Regions from separate parts of the Mus musculus genome. Here regions 2, 3, 4 and 5 are each linked to region 1. Evidence: chromatin contacts called from public HiChIP or PLAC-seq and promoter capture Hi-C data. All regions are on one chromosome and are shown on one strand. The core of a region is the stretch at or near the end of the contact, and the rest is flanking DNA. Distances in the headings are between cores, read along the strand shown. Region 1 holds the start of Fez1 (fasciculation and elongation protein zeta 1 (zygin I)). Region 2 holds the start of Tbrg1 (transforming growth factor beta regulated gene 1). Region 3 holds the start of Msantd2 (Myb/SANT-like DNA-binding domain containing 2). Region 4 overlaps Hepacam (hepatocyte cell adhesion molecule). Region 5 holds the start of Ccdc15 (coiled-coil domain containing 15).

Evidence for each region. Promoter capture Hi-C pulls out the DNA fragments that hold promoters and counts their contacts. HiChIP or PLAC-seq counts read pairs in DNA pulled down with a chosen protein or histone mark. Capture Hi-C pulls out chosen DNA fragments and counts their contacts.
Region 2: a contact with region 1 is called in a promoter capture Hi-C map of frontonasal cranial neural crest. The contact joins the promoter of Tbrg1 here to the promoter of Fez1 in region 1. A contact is called at or near these places in 4 of 39 promoter capture datasets (cranial neural crest, frontonasal cranial neural crest, hippocampal neurons and 1 more).
Region 3: a promoter capture Hi-C map of cranial neural crest shows a contact between it and region 1. The contact joins the promoter of Msantd2 here to the promoter of Fez1 in region 1. A contact is called at or near these places in 5 of 39 promoter capture datasets (cranial neural crest, hippocampal neurons, liver and 1 more).
Region 4: an H3K4me3 HiChIP or PLAC-seq map of craniofacial prominence shows a contact between it and region 1, with 5 times the contacts expected there. The contact joins the enhancer-like site here to the promoter of Fez1 in region 1. A contact is called at or near these places in 3 of 39 promoter capture datasets (frontonasal cranial neural crest, liver and pre-B cells) and 3 of 115 datasets of contacts at active chromatin or transcription factors (craniofacial prominence and embryonic stem cells).
Region 5: a contact with region 1 is called in a promoter capture Hi-C map of pancreatic islet. The contact joins the promoter of Ccdc15 here to the promoter of Fez1 in region 1. A contact is called at or near these places in 11 of 39 promoter capture datasets (the 3T3-L1 cell line, 3T3-L1-derived adipocytes, HPC-7-derived erythroid cells and 8 more), 3 of 115 datasets of contacts at active chromatin or transcription factors (astrocytes, embryonic midbrain and fibro-adipogenic progenitors) and 1 of 9 other capture datasets (pancreatic islet).

Annotation. Positions count from the first base shown.
Region 1 is chr9:36,831,458-36,834,064 of GRCm38.p6, reverse strand. It overlaps Fez1 (fasciculation and elongation protein zeta 1 (zygin I)), which reads right to left and starts at 1,325. Exons shown (of 10, transcript NM_183171.5): 1 at 1,154-1,325. It also overlaps the pseudogene Gm27219.
Region 2 is chr9:37,655,984-37,658,590 of GRCm38.p6, reverse strand. Tbrg1 (transforming growth factor beta regulated gene 1) reads left to right here and starts at 1,279. Exons shown (of 9, transcript NM_025289.3): 1 at 1,279-1,593. The coding sequence starts at 1,447.
Region 3 is chr9:37,488,011-37,490,617 of GRCm38.p6, reverse strand. It overlaps Msantd2 (Myb/SANT-like DNA-binding domain containing 2), which reads right to left and starts at 1,297. Exons shown (of 4, transcript NM_146222.2): 1 at 785-1,297. The coding sequence starts at 1,294.
Region 4 is chr9:37,383,407-37,386,013 of GRCm38.p6, reverse strand. Hepacam (hepatocyte cell adhesion molecule) reads right to left here. Exons shown (of 7, transcript NM_175189.4): 5 at 2,560-2,607; 6 at 2,090-2,160; 7 at 1-1,505. The coding sequence ends at 1,203. Among named protein-coding and RNA genes, the nearest start is that of Hepacam, 17 kb to the right of the region's middle. Within about 2 kb of position 1,328, at least 133 of the 459 cell types and tissues checked have an H3K27ac peak or open chromatin away from gene starts, as enhancers often do. A contact at or near this core is called in craniofacial prominence and liver, where this site is marked.
Region 5 is chr9:37,347,073-37,349,679 of GRCm38.p6, reverse strand. It overlaps Ccdc15 (coiled-coil domain containing 15), which reads left to right and starts at 1,323. Exons shown (of 16, transcript NM_001081429.2): 1 at 1,323-1,646; 2 at 1,757-1,942. The coding sequence starts at 1,763.

The DNA of each region.
Region 1 (2,607 bases), core at 76-2,575:
TCCATCACTTGTTCTGTAGACCAGTTGACTCTGTGCTTCCCCTCCCATTCCCATATAGATCCTTAAAATGCCCTCTGTTATCCACTTCCAGACTCCCACTGCTCTTCTGCAAAACCTGGCTAGTATAAGCTGTCCATTTTGCCAGAAAGAATAAATACTCATTTGCACATGGCTCAGCAACCCCTTCACCGGACTCGGTACCCTCCCCCCCCCTTCTGTTCCATTCACCTCCATTTCAGACCTCCTCTCCCTCTTCTGTCGGAGTAAAGAAAGGCTCTTCTAGGCAGCACAATGGCTGGCACTCTGAGGATGCACGGCTCATCCCACGCAGCCCCTGCTCATACTCCACTGTCTTCCCTTTGCCAAATAAGACCTGGTCACCGGGATGGGTGAGTCGTACTTGGAGACAAGATGCAAAGGGAAAGACAAGAGGGCAAGAAGAACGGATTGTATAACACCCCTTCAGCTGAACCTCCGCTCTGCAGCACCCTGGGCCCCAAGGATGAGGGCGGGCTCTGCACACTCCTTTTCGTCACACTCGTCCTTTCTCCAACCTGCTCTGTGTAGTAAAACAATCGCTCCCAGAGGACTGCAGCCAGAGGGTCTGACACTGCGAGAATGCCCCGTCTGAGGAAGGCTCCACACGCCGCGGAGGGGCACAAGTAGATTGCAGGATCAGATTCGTAGGGACAAAGATGATTTTGAGACGCCTAAGATAAGCGGAACACATAACGGTCCTGGAATGACATATGGAGTCCACATTGCTCCAGCACCATCAGATAGGGTTTCCCGGCACTGTGTTGCACATGAACACACACACACACACACACACACACACACACACACACACACACACACACACACGATGCTCTGAGATGATGCTACCAGTACCCACTCCGGGGCCCTTGAGCTTGAGCTCCCGCAAGACTGGGAAAGACCAGGACGACGGCCCACGAACCCTTCTTTTTACTTCTGAGGAAAAGACCCAGAGGAGATGAGAGTAGCGCATACCCGAGGAATCCTATGAGAGAATCTCCAATCCTCTGGTCTTCTTCACCACCCGAATTCGACCCCCCCCCCCCCCACACACACACACACCCGCCCCCAGGACTGGGGCTAGTCCAGACTAAGATCGCCTTTCCCACCACCGCACCTGAGCGGGTCCTGGAGGAAGGAATCGGATCCCAGGGCTCAGCCAGACATCCCCAACCACCGACTAGAGGTGGCCCGGTGCAGCACAACGTCAGCGGGCAAGCCAGCCAGCGAGCGCTCCCCCGCTGCTCCGGCTGCGCCTGGTCCCCGCGCTCGTGCCCGGGCTCCCGGAGGCGCGCCCGCACTCGGGAACCCGCCTAACGGGCGCGCCCAGGGCCTGAACGTCATCCTGTCGTGAACACTCATAGCTTCCTTAGAGCACGTGGACCTACCTTTATTAATATTTATGAATTGCCGTTCCTCCCTTCTTTGATACTGGCCCTTCTGCTTCCCACATGAATATTCAGAAGCTCCGAGATGGGGGCGTGCAATCGCTACCAATATGGATTCTTCAGATGGCCCAACACTAGGTTTTGTATAAAAATGCAGGCAAATGGAGTAGATGGGCAGGCAGATACTGACAGACACACTCAAAGAGCCTCTGGCACTTTTTGGACTGCCCTTCCTATTCTATTAGGGGTTGTAGTGGACAAGCCAAGAGGTGCGCCTTACTCCAAAGTCGTTCATAGCTCCAAGGTGAGGGGGCTGGATGGTGGGAATAATTTTGTCATCCAAAACTGTGGAATGCAAGTGAGAAATTTGAGTGAGGGGGATCCAGGAATAGAAAGACTTCAGACTTTACACCTCACACGTTGATGTGCTGTATGTAAATCTGTGCTTAGAGATGCTATTCATATAAAATCTAATAATGTAGTTTTAAAAAAAAGAAAAGAAAAAGAAAGAAAAGAGAAAAGACAGCACAAGAGAGGCATGTCTGCCTGGTGACACCTCCTAATTTTGTCTGATTTTAGGCCAAACCAAGAATGACAGCCGGGAGGTGAAGGGGGTCTTCCCTATGTTGATTTATGCACTCTTATCACAACAGTTCAATCATGAGGGGCAGGGAAGGCAGGGGGACATCATCTCTGATGAAATTAGAAAAAGTATTAGCCATTCTGCCCTCCTGGTAATTAGAAACATGAGGGTGTTTTTCTTGTTAGAAAAAAAAGTGGTCATGAGAGCTCAGCAGGTGAAAGGTGCTCATTGTCTAAACCTGAACCCGACTCTGGGGACTCCCATGAATGTGCTAGAAGAGAACTGAGTCCACAACATTGTCCTGCAACCTCCACAAGAGCACTATGGCAACTGCACCTATATACACACACACGCAAAACAAGAAATAGATGCTAAACCCTATTTTTCTGGCGTCATGTGGTTTTGTGACCTTGGGAAAGTTATCCTTGCTGCGGCTCACGTTTTCATCAACATAATGAGGGTTATACCTCCCACTTCCGAGGCCTGTTGTTAGATTAAGGGAGTGAACTCATGCAATGCACTTCTAGGAAGGAGAGGAGGAGCTATGACCCTTGGCTACTTCCTTAGCAGAAGCTTTAATGCACTTTTCTATGCTGGTTT
Region 2 (2,607 bases), core at 30-2,529, 820 kb before region 1:
AATTGCCTTAATTGTAAAAGAAAAAGTCTCAAGTGAAAAAAAAAAATAATAATAAACATGTTTGGGACTATTCCACTGAAGTCTACTGGCCAAAAGAGCTTTCAACTAAAGCAGAGGCTGGGACTTTCCTCCTCATAGACACAACACACGAAGAAGATGAATAATACAAAAAGTCAGATAGATGTCAAAGTCTATGAGAACAAAATGCAGCTAAACAGCAAATCAGGCAGTTAAAACTAACGCTTTATTAAGAATAAAGTCAATTTCGATTACTATGAGTGCTTTCAGATTCCAAGCTAGAATTCCAGTATATATTTTCAAAGCAGTGTATTTTATAAGTTGTCACAATTCTGATGGCTTTTAAAACCAACTAAATCCACAGGAGCACCTTAGGTATTTGTGAAGGCAAATGGTACCCTGGAGTTGCATTATTAAGACCCAACCAAGTTCAAAAAAAGCAGCTTGTTACATGGGCAGTCATAGAAGAGTATCTACACGCTTTTTCTCTTGGGTTGCAGTTTGTCAAAACTGCAATGGTTTTTACAGTTTTCAGAGATTAAATACTTGGATCACTTACTGAATTCTAAGTTGTCTTTATCAGTATTAGGTTTTTCTCTAGTAATTCAGTGAGCGCGTTAATTATGTAACATACTTCTTGGCTTCCATGTACAACCGTAAACGTCTAGATTTGGAGAATTTAACAATAATTATCTTTTATATGAGTACACTAGTTTGGAAATCCACCCCATCTCATTTCTTACTTTGAGAGGGAGAAAACAAACAACAAAAACAAAATGTGAAAAAGAGGCTCAGTCAATTGGTTTGACACTACTGAAAGAAAAAAACGATAGGAAGTATGTGTACTTGAAACGCTCCTGGTTTCATTTTAAAACCACTGAAAGCCGACCTTGTGCTACTTAACATTTTATTAAAACAGTTTGCTAACTAGATACCAAGCTTTGGGGCAATCAAGGTCTTGTTTTACTATCCCCGAAGTTCACAGCCTAAGAAACACTTGTGCGATCAGCACATATGGGAAACTGAGTTCCCCGCATTAGTATTTAAGTCTGCTAAAACCCCAGGAAGGCCTGCTGCTCAGAGCAACCTGGGAAAGCAGATGTGGACGTGCATTCCCTGAGGGCACCTGCCTGAGCGTCTGCATCAGGACTTTAAACTCTTCCCTACTTCGCTGGCTATCAGCCGGGTAGGACCGGTTCTTTCCAGCTCCAGCTCCTTGCAACCCTGAGCCACACCCGTCCTCCCAGCCCACCGCTAGGTCCGAACCACCGCAACTTCCAAACCCGGAAGTTACACGTGGCGGTGCTTTTGCGCAACTTCCGGCGGGTCTTCCTTGGGAAATCGACTGGGAAGTGCCGAGGATCGCCATCTGTTTCTGCCTGCGCTCCATCCCCTCCGCGCCCCGGAGCTCCAGAACCCGGTCTGATCATGAGCGTGTTGAGCGGCCTGGCCTCCGAGCCGCGCACCCCGCTGTCCAGCAAGGCCAGGATGAAAAGGCTCCCGAGGAAGAGCCAGAACGAGAAGTACCGGCTGAAGTACCTGCGGCTGCGCAGAGCAGCTAAGGCCACGGTGTTTGTGAGTCTGGGTTTGGGTGGGGACTGTCTTCCCCACCTCAACTCTCTCAGAGAAAGAATATCCGTCCAGTGTTAGTTGCCTCGCTTGGGAATATTAGTTCCATATCCTTGCATAAGTTATTCCTCTAGTCCTGTCAACTCCTCTATAAATGAGGACTGAAGAGTGCTCCGCCAGCAAACTTTAGTCATTACCTTCTTGCTACTTTTCGTTTCGAGCCTAAGGAGTGTCTTTTAAGGCGAGCACACTGAAATGAAGCCCAGAGGGATGACGTGCCCTAACTCCAACTTGGATACCCTGATTCCAGTTTATTATTTACTCTACACAGCCTGTTTCCTAAGTACACCCAACCCTAACGCCATGGCTGCCGCTTTCGTAAACAGGCACCTAAATCTTTCAAAATTGTCCTGGTTGTAGCTCCCTTTGACGAGGCTTCTAGGTGTTTCTGCCTTCCCTCCATCCGAAACTGAAAGTGGAACTCAACATCAGGAAACAGGCTACCTCCTCCTGCTGAGGTGTATAGACACTTCCTGCTTTAATTGTAGGGATTTAGGATTTGATGAGTAAACTTCTTTACCAGCCAAGAAGTATTAGGGTCTAATAAATCTGATAACAGTCTAATAAATAGACTATTCTAGCTTAGCCAGTCACCTCAGTGCTTGCTTGGTAATAGGTATACGGTCCATATACCCTCACATCTGAACCTGCAGTTTAACACTTCTTTCTACAAGGTCTTTGTAGACGTATCGGGAAAAGTTTTGACTTTCAATTTGTTGTTGCTAAAACATTTAACGCTTGTATATGTGTCGAGGGAAATATGAGTAAATCAGGAAGTCAACACCTTATACTCACTGTTCTCTCTTGTCACATGATGTCAGAGCCTGCCTAATGCTTACAAGTCGACATTTAAAGATAGTGTTGGTTTCGTTAAGTATACAAAGATCTTATGAAACCAAAGGGTCTCCGTGTACTTAAACCAACTGATGCCTTGAACACCAATTTGAGGCTCCACCTGTG
Region 3 (2,607 bases), core at 48-2,547, 660 kb before region 1:
TCGGTTTTACTTGTCCGCATCCGGGCACCCTAACTAAAGCAGAAAAAACCTGGGTGACAAGAGAGGGCTTCCTCAGAATTAGAAGCCTCCTGACTCTCAAGGCAACCTGACTCTGAAAAGATCGCCAGTCCAAATTCCAAAAGAACCTTCAAGCAGACTAACGTTCAAGGTGTCCTCTACTGTCCTCTACCTCCACGATAACAATACACGACCTTTCTTTCACTAAGCCTTTCCAGCTCTCCAAAAGCACCTCAAATCTTGCTAGTCCTTGTATCACCTCAACTGACAAGCAAAGCGACTGACACAAAAGGCCAGCCGTCCCAATGCTCTATTCTTGAAACTTCAGCAAAGGAAAAAAATCTTACACTGGGCGCTCATCCGGCCCTCTGCTACCCTTCCTCAATTCCATCCCAGCTGGAAAGCTTCAGTCTGGGAGCCCCTCTATCTGGGAACAAAGCAGTGCGGGCGACAGCACCCGCGACAGTTGCGGGCCCCGCGCACAATGAGAGAAACTACCAACTTCAGAGCGCAGGAACATCCTCAATTGGCAAGAAAGAGGGGCGGCGGCAGACACGCCCAACTTCAAACTCAGGAAACCTACGGGCTGGCGGCCATCTGGAAAGAAGCGCCCCTTCCCAGGGAGAGAAGAAAGAGGCGGAGCAGACACAAGGGATACCCGGGGCCCGGGAGGGGAGCCCCGCGCTCGGCCCGGCCCCCGCCCCCAGGCCCGTTTCCCCGCCTTCTCTGCCTCTGGTTCGCAGCCCCGGGCAGAGCGGCCGGTTACCTTGATGCGCTCCCGGCACTGGGACGGGGTCCGCTCGTAGCCCAGCTCGGCCAGGGCCCGGGACACGCGCTCGTACATGGCCGGCCCAGGGGCCTTGCTGCCGAATACCGTGCCGGCTCCCTCCAGCTGCTGGTACCGCGCCTCCACCAGCCGCTCGTTGCCCCATACAGCGATGAGCGCGTTCGTCTCTGCCGGCGTCCACGACATACCCCGGCAGGCGGCGGCAGCGGCCGCCGCAGCCCCGCCACTGCCGCCGCCGGGCGAGAAGGAGACCGAGGACGAGGCAGCGCCGCGGCCCCCCAGCCCCAGCCCGAGACCCCCGGACGCCGCGGCCCCCGAGCCCGCCGCGCTGCCGGGCCCGAGAGGGGAGGCTCCCCGAGGCGTGGAAGGGTCGGACAGCGATGGGTTCCCGTCGCTCAGGTCGCCGGGAGACGCCGGGGAAAGCACCTCCATCTTCGGAATTTTGAGCGGCGAGTTGGCGGGCAGCTCCGAGCCACAGGGCGCAGCCATCTTCCAAGCCGCCGCCGCTGCACCGCCCGGAAGTGACGCACCCCTGCATCCGGCCACCGGGGTCTCCGGGGCTGCCCTGGGGCCTGGCTCGGGGCTGAGTGGCTCGCCGCGGTCAGAGGGCCCGGAGGATGTGTCTGGCTGGCCCAAGCAGCCCGCAAATCTTCGCCTTTCCCCTCCAGCCAGCTGGTGCCGGCCGCTCCTCTCCCGGGAGGAGAAGCTGGGACCCGGCGCACCCAAGCTCCGAGCAGAGAAGGGTGGGGGCATGAGGGCGCGGGAGTGAAGGACTGGTTGGAGCCTCCCCACTTCCTTTCCAATCTCAACCCTCACAACAGGGGTGAGGCCCGCGAGGGCCTCGAATTAAGGACGAATTGGCTATTTCTGTTTTCCTGTCTCCGCCCCTGAGCCTATCCTCCCTCTAAGCCCGCCTTTAGGTACGGGAACCGAGGTCCAGACTGGAGACTAGGAAACCCTACAAAGGGTATGTGGAGGAAGGCAAAGCGGGAAGGCTGCTTGCAGTGGTTCTGGACAAGACTTTCGAGAACAGATATGAGTTAGAGTTTGCACGCTTTAGCTTTTCAAGAAACTCAGCCTCTATAGCAACTCTGATTGCACTCACGTGTTCTGCTAGGCAAACACCCTGTCACTGAGCCACACCCACAAGCTTCGTTTCGTTTGTTTTCTTGTTCCTCTGAGTAACTGTGTAGCCAATGATAAAGTAAATGTCTTTCTTGCTTTTATACAGTATCTATAATGGGGACATGAAAGAGCTCCAGAGCCCAGCAGAATAGCTACTCCGGTACCTCAGTCCACTGGGATTTGGGACTGGTTTAAAATTTCCCAGTCAAGTTCAAGGAAATGAAACTGTTCCTGTGACCTAGTAGTAAATTAGCACTCATCACTCACTCCTGAATATTTCCGTAAAGTCTTGAACATTGAAGTATCATATAGCTATAAGATATAACCTTGTTTGTGTGGTATTATTTTGGTTTTTGACACAAGGTTTTTCTGTGTTATCCTGGCTGTCCTGGAACTAAGTCTATAGACCAGGCTGGCCTCAAACTCCGCCTGCCGCCTCTGCCTCTGGAATGTTGGGATTAAAGGCCTGAGCTGCCACCACCACCTAGTCAATTTCCATATTCTTTAAAGCTGGAAATCCTGTTTATCTCAGATCATTAACTTTAAAACCTCAGTAGTGGCAGAAAGATGCCTCAACCAGTACAGGTATTTGCTGCCAAGCCCGCCCAATGACTGAAGACAACCTGCTCTCATGACTTGTTCTTTGACCGTCATACATGGGACATGCCACCCATATC
Region 4 (2,607 bases), core at 79-2,578, 550 kb before region 1:
TTCATGAGATGATGCAGAAGAAAAGATGAAGTTGTACGAGTCGAGGAGGGACAAGAGATTCAAGGGTCCCTGGGGACATTAGGGGAGAGAGGACAGAACCCACCCACCCCCACCCCCCGCCCCGGGTCTTCTTGTCTTTCATCTATTCATGTGCTGTTTTTACAGCTCTGTCCACTGTCCTGGGTTCTGAGCATCTAGGACCACGGCAGGTGGAAAGCAGGAGGCGAGGGGGTTGGCCATCTTGCTTTGACATGTTGGGGCATGTTAAGCTTCTTTCTCTTTCCACGTTTCTCTGGAGAGTGGAATCTTATTTTTTTCTTACAGCTCAAGGAAGCTTCTCAGCCTTCCTGGGGATGATTGAAAGCTTGTTTTGTAAAATAACAGTCAGGAAGAAGAGCATGAATGGTTAAAACCAGGTCCTTGTCAGGGGCAGTTTGCTGGGTCGTCGGTGAGTGGCCACACCAGTCTCTATAGGAACAAGCCTACCCACATTCTCATGAACGCAAACTGGAAGGAAGACCAGTATGACACACTTTTGGGGAGGCCACTGGAGGCCTGATAGCTTGTCCTGGCCTAGCCCCAAGTTCCCAGGGTCTTAGGAATGCACCTGGGGTTCACTCTTATCACCTGGAAAGATGGGGAAGCAGATGTCCAGAAAAGGTCCTTAAGACGACATCTTTGTAATCAGAACAGGCCCTGTGTACCCAGGAACCAGCATCAGACTTGTCTTTAGTTTTAGGACAATGTGTGTTCGGGGGTAAGTGGCCTCTAAATTGGGCTGGGGGGGGGGCTACCACAGACTTTAGGGGTTAGAGGCATGTGGGATTGGGAGGTGGATGGGAAGTATAAACACTGCCAGGGGGCGCATAGGATCGTCTCACTGGGTAAAATTACTGTTAGTTTCCATAAAATCCTTTAGGGGATTGGGCCAGAAATTTAATAATCTATGTAGTCCTAAGAGGGCACAGCTCATACCCACTGAGAACACAGCCAGAGAACACAGCCAGTAAACCCAGCGCACATGCAACCGGGTTTAACACCAAGATCAGCCATTTGTGCAAACTCACACGCGTGTGCACCCTAAACGGGGATCAGGCCACGATCTCCTTTCACTCCTGGCCAGAGGCATCAGGACTTCTCAGCCTCCCCCCCCAGCCGCGGACAGCAGACCGTGGGCAACCGCAGAGGGCTCTCGAGGAGGCTCAGGCACTGATCTCCACCTGCCCTGACTCGTCCTGCTCCCGGATTCTCTGCACGCCTGCAGTCCGCAGTGAGCGCGAAGAGCTGCGCGAGCGGCCTGGCGAGCTCGGGGCCCGCGGTGGCGACGTGTGCGTCCGGCCAGTGGCAGGGGAACGTGCTGGGGAGCGCGGGTAGCGGCGGGCTGAGCGGATGGGAAGCCCCGGAGAGCGGCCGGGCACGGGCGGCGACACGGAGTAGCCAGGGGGACCGGGTTCTGTGGTGCTCCGTGGCTCTGTAGCAGGGTTTTCATCTGGCTCTGAGGAATCCTGCAAACACAGGCGACGCAAGGATCAGTTGTCCCCTGAACCCAATCTGGGAGCTCTTTGTTTTAGGGACTGGGACTAAAGAGGCACGCACAGGTTGTGTGTGTAGTGTGTCTCTCGGGAGTTTCCAGCCACACCCGCCACGTCCACTAGACGGCAGACGGCAGACGACACCTTGTGGCCCAGACATGTGGCAGGTACTCAGTAAATGTTAACATGATTCAGAGCCTCGTCTATCCTCTTAAAGTTCTGTCAAGTAGGTCTATTGCATGTGAGCAGAGAAGAGTGGAAGGGCTCTGGCGACCACCAAATAGGTCTTTTGAATAGCCTGGACATGGTGGGAGCTAGGGTGGTCCATGAGATTGTACGGTGACCGTCACTTGTATTGTGATGGGCAGGTCTGCCACTCATTTGCTTGTTTAGCCCTTCACACGTTGTTTTGTCTCTCTGTCTCATTTTCCAATTTCTTAAGTGGGGATTTTTGAAAATACTGCAGAAATACAAAGATTTCTGCAAACATTGCAAAGGAATGGCCACGTCACACGCTCCCTAGCATGCTGTAGGTTCTCATTGACCGAGTAGCTTACCTTATCCTTCAGGATATAGAGTGCCATTGGGTTCTTCCGCTCCTGTTCTCCACTTCGGGGTAGGGTATCTGCTGCATAGGGAAAGAATAGGGAGTCTGGTCCACGGACAGATCTTCTACATCAGTGGTTTTCAACCTTTCTAATGTTGTAACCCTTAAATGCAGTTCCTTATGTTGTGATGACCCCCAACCATAAAATTATTTTTTGTTGCTATTTCATACCTGTAATTTTGCTATTGTTACGAATCGTAAATATCTGTTTTGTAACGATCTTTGAGAAAAGGTCATTCTACCCCAAGAGGGTCATGGCCCACAGGTTGAGAACCACTGCTCTACACCATCCAGCACCTATATTCTGTACCTGCACCCTCTTGACTCTGATAATTCCTCATCGCCCTCTTTTCCTTTTCCCAGGAGGTCTCTCTGATGTGAATGCTGATGGGCTGGGTCCACGGGTAGCTGGGAGCTTACCTTCTGATTTTAGGCGGTCATCATTCTGATCCATGTATTCCAAGGAGT
Region 5 (2,607 bases), core at 74-2,573, 520 kb before region 1:
GAAGCTGAGGCAGGAGGAACCTGAACTACCTAGGAGATCCCATTAAAAGCTGTGAAACAATCAACTATATACCTAAAACCCTCCCTTGAAGAGTATAAAGGCTTGTTCTATGATCATATATAGTTTCTGTTTAAAAGTAGACTAGTTAAAAAAAGTTGGCAGGGTATATAGTTCTTGACCAGCATGTATGAAGCCCTGGGCTTAACTTCCAGTACTGAGTAAAATGAAATACAAACAAAACTCAAAGATCAACTTCAATTGCCCTAGTGATGTCTTCTCTGGAAATGTCCTATCAATGTCAGTGTAAATTCTCCAATGGATTTTAAATTCTCCAAACAAGGGATCTTTGTTCACTGGGAGTATCTGGAGTAACCAGAAAACATACTGATATATAAAATGCTTGCAATAAGGTATGTTGAAGTAAAGCAGGGTGACACGTGCCTGTAACGGCAGCCATTGGGAAGGCTAAGGCAGGAGGATTGCAAGTTCGAGGCCTGGGCTACACAGTGAGTTCAAGTCCAGCATGGGCAACTTAGTGAGACCCTAACTTAAAAGCAAAATTATTAAGGCAGCTAGGGTTTCCACTGCTGCACTTGCCTAGAATGCCAGAGGCCCTTGGTTCAACCCCCAGCACGAATATACACCTTGAGTAAAATGAGTGTATGTCTTTTGGGTTTAATGAAATATCCCAAGCATTGTTTGGAGTGAGTTGTGATGGTCACACACAAGAACATGTCAAAGGTAATCACGAAATAGCGTTGTAAACCTTAGGGGCTGCATAAAAGCGCAGTCTGGTTGATTGTTGGCTTGGTTTGCTTCTCAAGGATCCACTGGCAACATGTTCTTGCCCAGTGGTTCTCAACCTTCCTAATACTGCGACTCTTTAATACAGTTCCTTATGTTGTGGTGACCTACAACCATAAAATTTGGGTGCGACTTCATAACTGTAATTTTGCTCCTGCTATGAACTGTAATGTAAAATATCTCATTGCAGGATATCTGATATGCGACCCCCAGAGGTAGCGACCCTTAGGTTGAGAACTGCTCTGTCTATTCCCGAGATTTCCTCAGCGGTGAACGCTTACTCGCCTGTTCATCATGTCAGACCTCTCACTTCGAGATTTGAGAAGACTACAGCGCCAGTATCCAAAGAGAGGCCGAGTCTAAGCTCGCTGCCGGATTCAACAACCCGCTCTAGTCCTCCCCAACCAAAGGGCAGGAAGCGGAAGTGACGTAATCCCCGCGCTCGGATTCCCGCCTCCCCAGCCCAAGACGGGTGACAAATGCGGAAGAGGCAGGGCAGGCGTGGGCCCCGGGGTGGCAGTTTGCTGTTTGTCCTTTGCGTAGCAGCCCGCGGAGTTTGAGTCTGTGTGTGAGACGGACCGGATCGCGGCAGGCTCCAGGCTTCACAGGTCTCCTATCCAACTGTTGGAGCCTCACAGGACCCCGCTTTCCTGGCCGGGCTTCAGACGCCCCCCACCTCCTGTGCCCAGGCTTCTTAAGACCCCCGGCTCCTGCCCGGGCCTTAGACTCCCCTCCAGCCCCATGCCGTGGGCCGGCGCTTTTCCACCCGCGGTCATCTCAGACTCAAGCCCTGCCCTTAGCGCCCGCCTATGCTCACCTCTGGGCAGGCTTTCATCTCCCAAGTAAATCCTTGTTTTTTCGTCCTCTCATCTCCGTTCCTTCTAGAAAGTAATTTTTACGCCTTTCCCCCTTGTCTTAAGCCTTGTCCCTCTTTCTCTTTTCTTCTAACCAGAAGTCAATGCCAGGAGGTATGGCGCCCCTCAAGAAGCCTCGGAATCCCACAAAATTGCCCCTGGCTTTAAATCCCACGAAGAGCAAGGACGTTTTGGCAGTGCTGGCTGAGAGGAACCAGGCCATAATACCAGTTGGGGCTTGGGTGGAACCTGCCTCACCAAATTGGTCGGGAATTCCAGCACATGTGAGTGTCAGTTGACCCGGTTACTGTGATCGCTGCCAGCCCTTTTTATTAGCCTTCTCTAAATTTTTGGTACTTAAAGAAAGATGAACTGCTGGAGGATGCTGTTTCCATTCTGATACAGGTTATATTCTTGCGTCAAAATTATACAACAATGATGTGTTTTCCAAAACTTGCTTCATCTTTGGTTGACACAATCAAATATTAACTTAGTTCTTACTACATACCAGCAAGTAGGCTAGTTTACTTCACAAACATGGTTGTTTGCTGTGAATGGCATAGGTACTGTGTACAATTTCCCGACACTGTAACATAAGAAGAATGACAGTTGGTCACTCTTCAAATGTTAAGTAGTTGCTCAGAGTTTATAAGTTTTTAAATGCAGATCCAGGCAAAATGAAAATAAGAAAATAAAAGAAAGAGGTTAATCCTGATAGACTCTGAGGAAGTTGTAAATTCCACGGGGCCAAGGAACTTCTTGTTTATTTTTGTTTTTGGGGTAAACTAGGTCCTTAGGATGTAGTTGTTGAACGAATGAGGAACTATGGTCATTGTCTGTGAAGGAATAGAAATGCTGTACACTCAGGGTAGAAGCATTTCAGATGAAGAAATGCCCTTTCAAAAGTTTACACATGTAAATATTTGATTTAATTTAATTTAATTTTTGA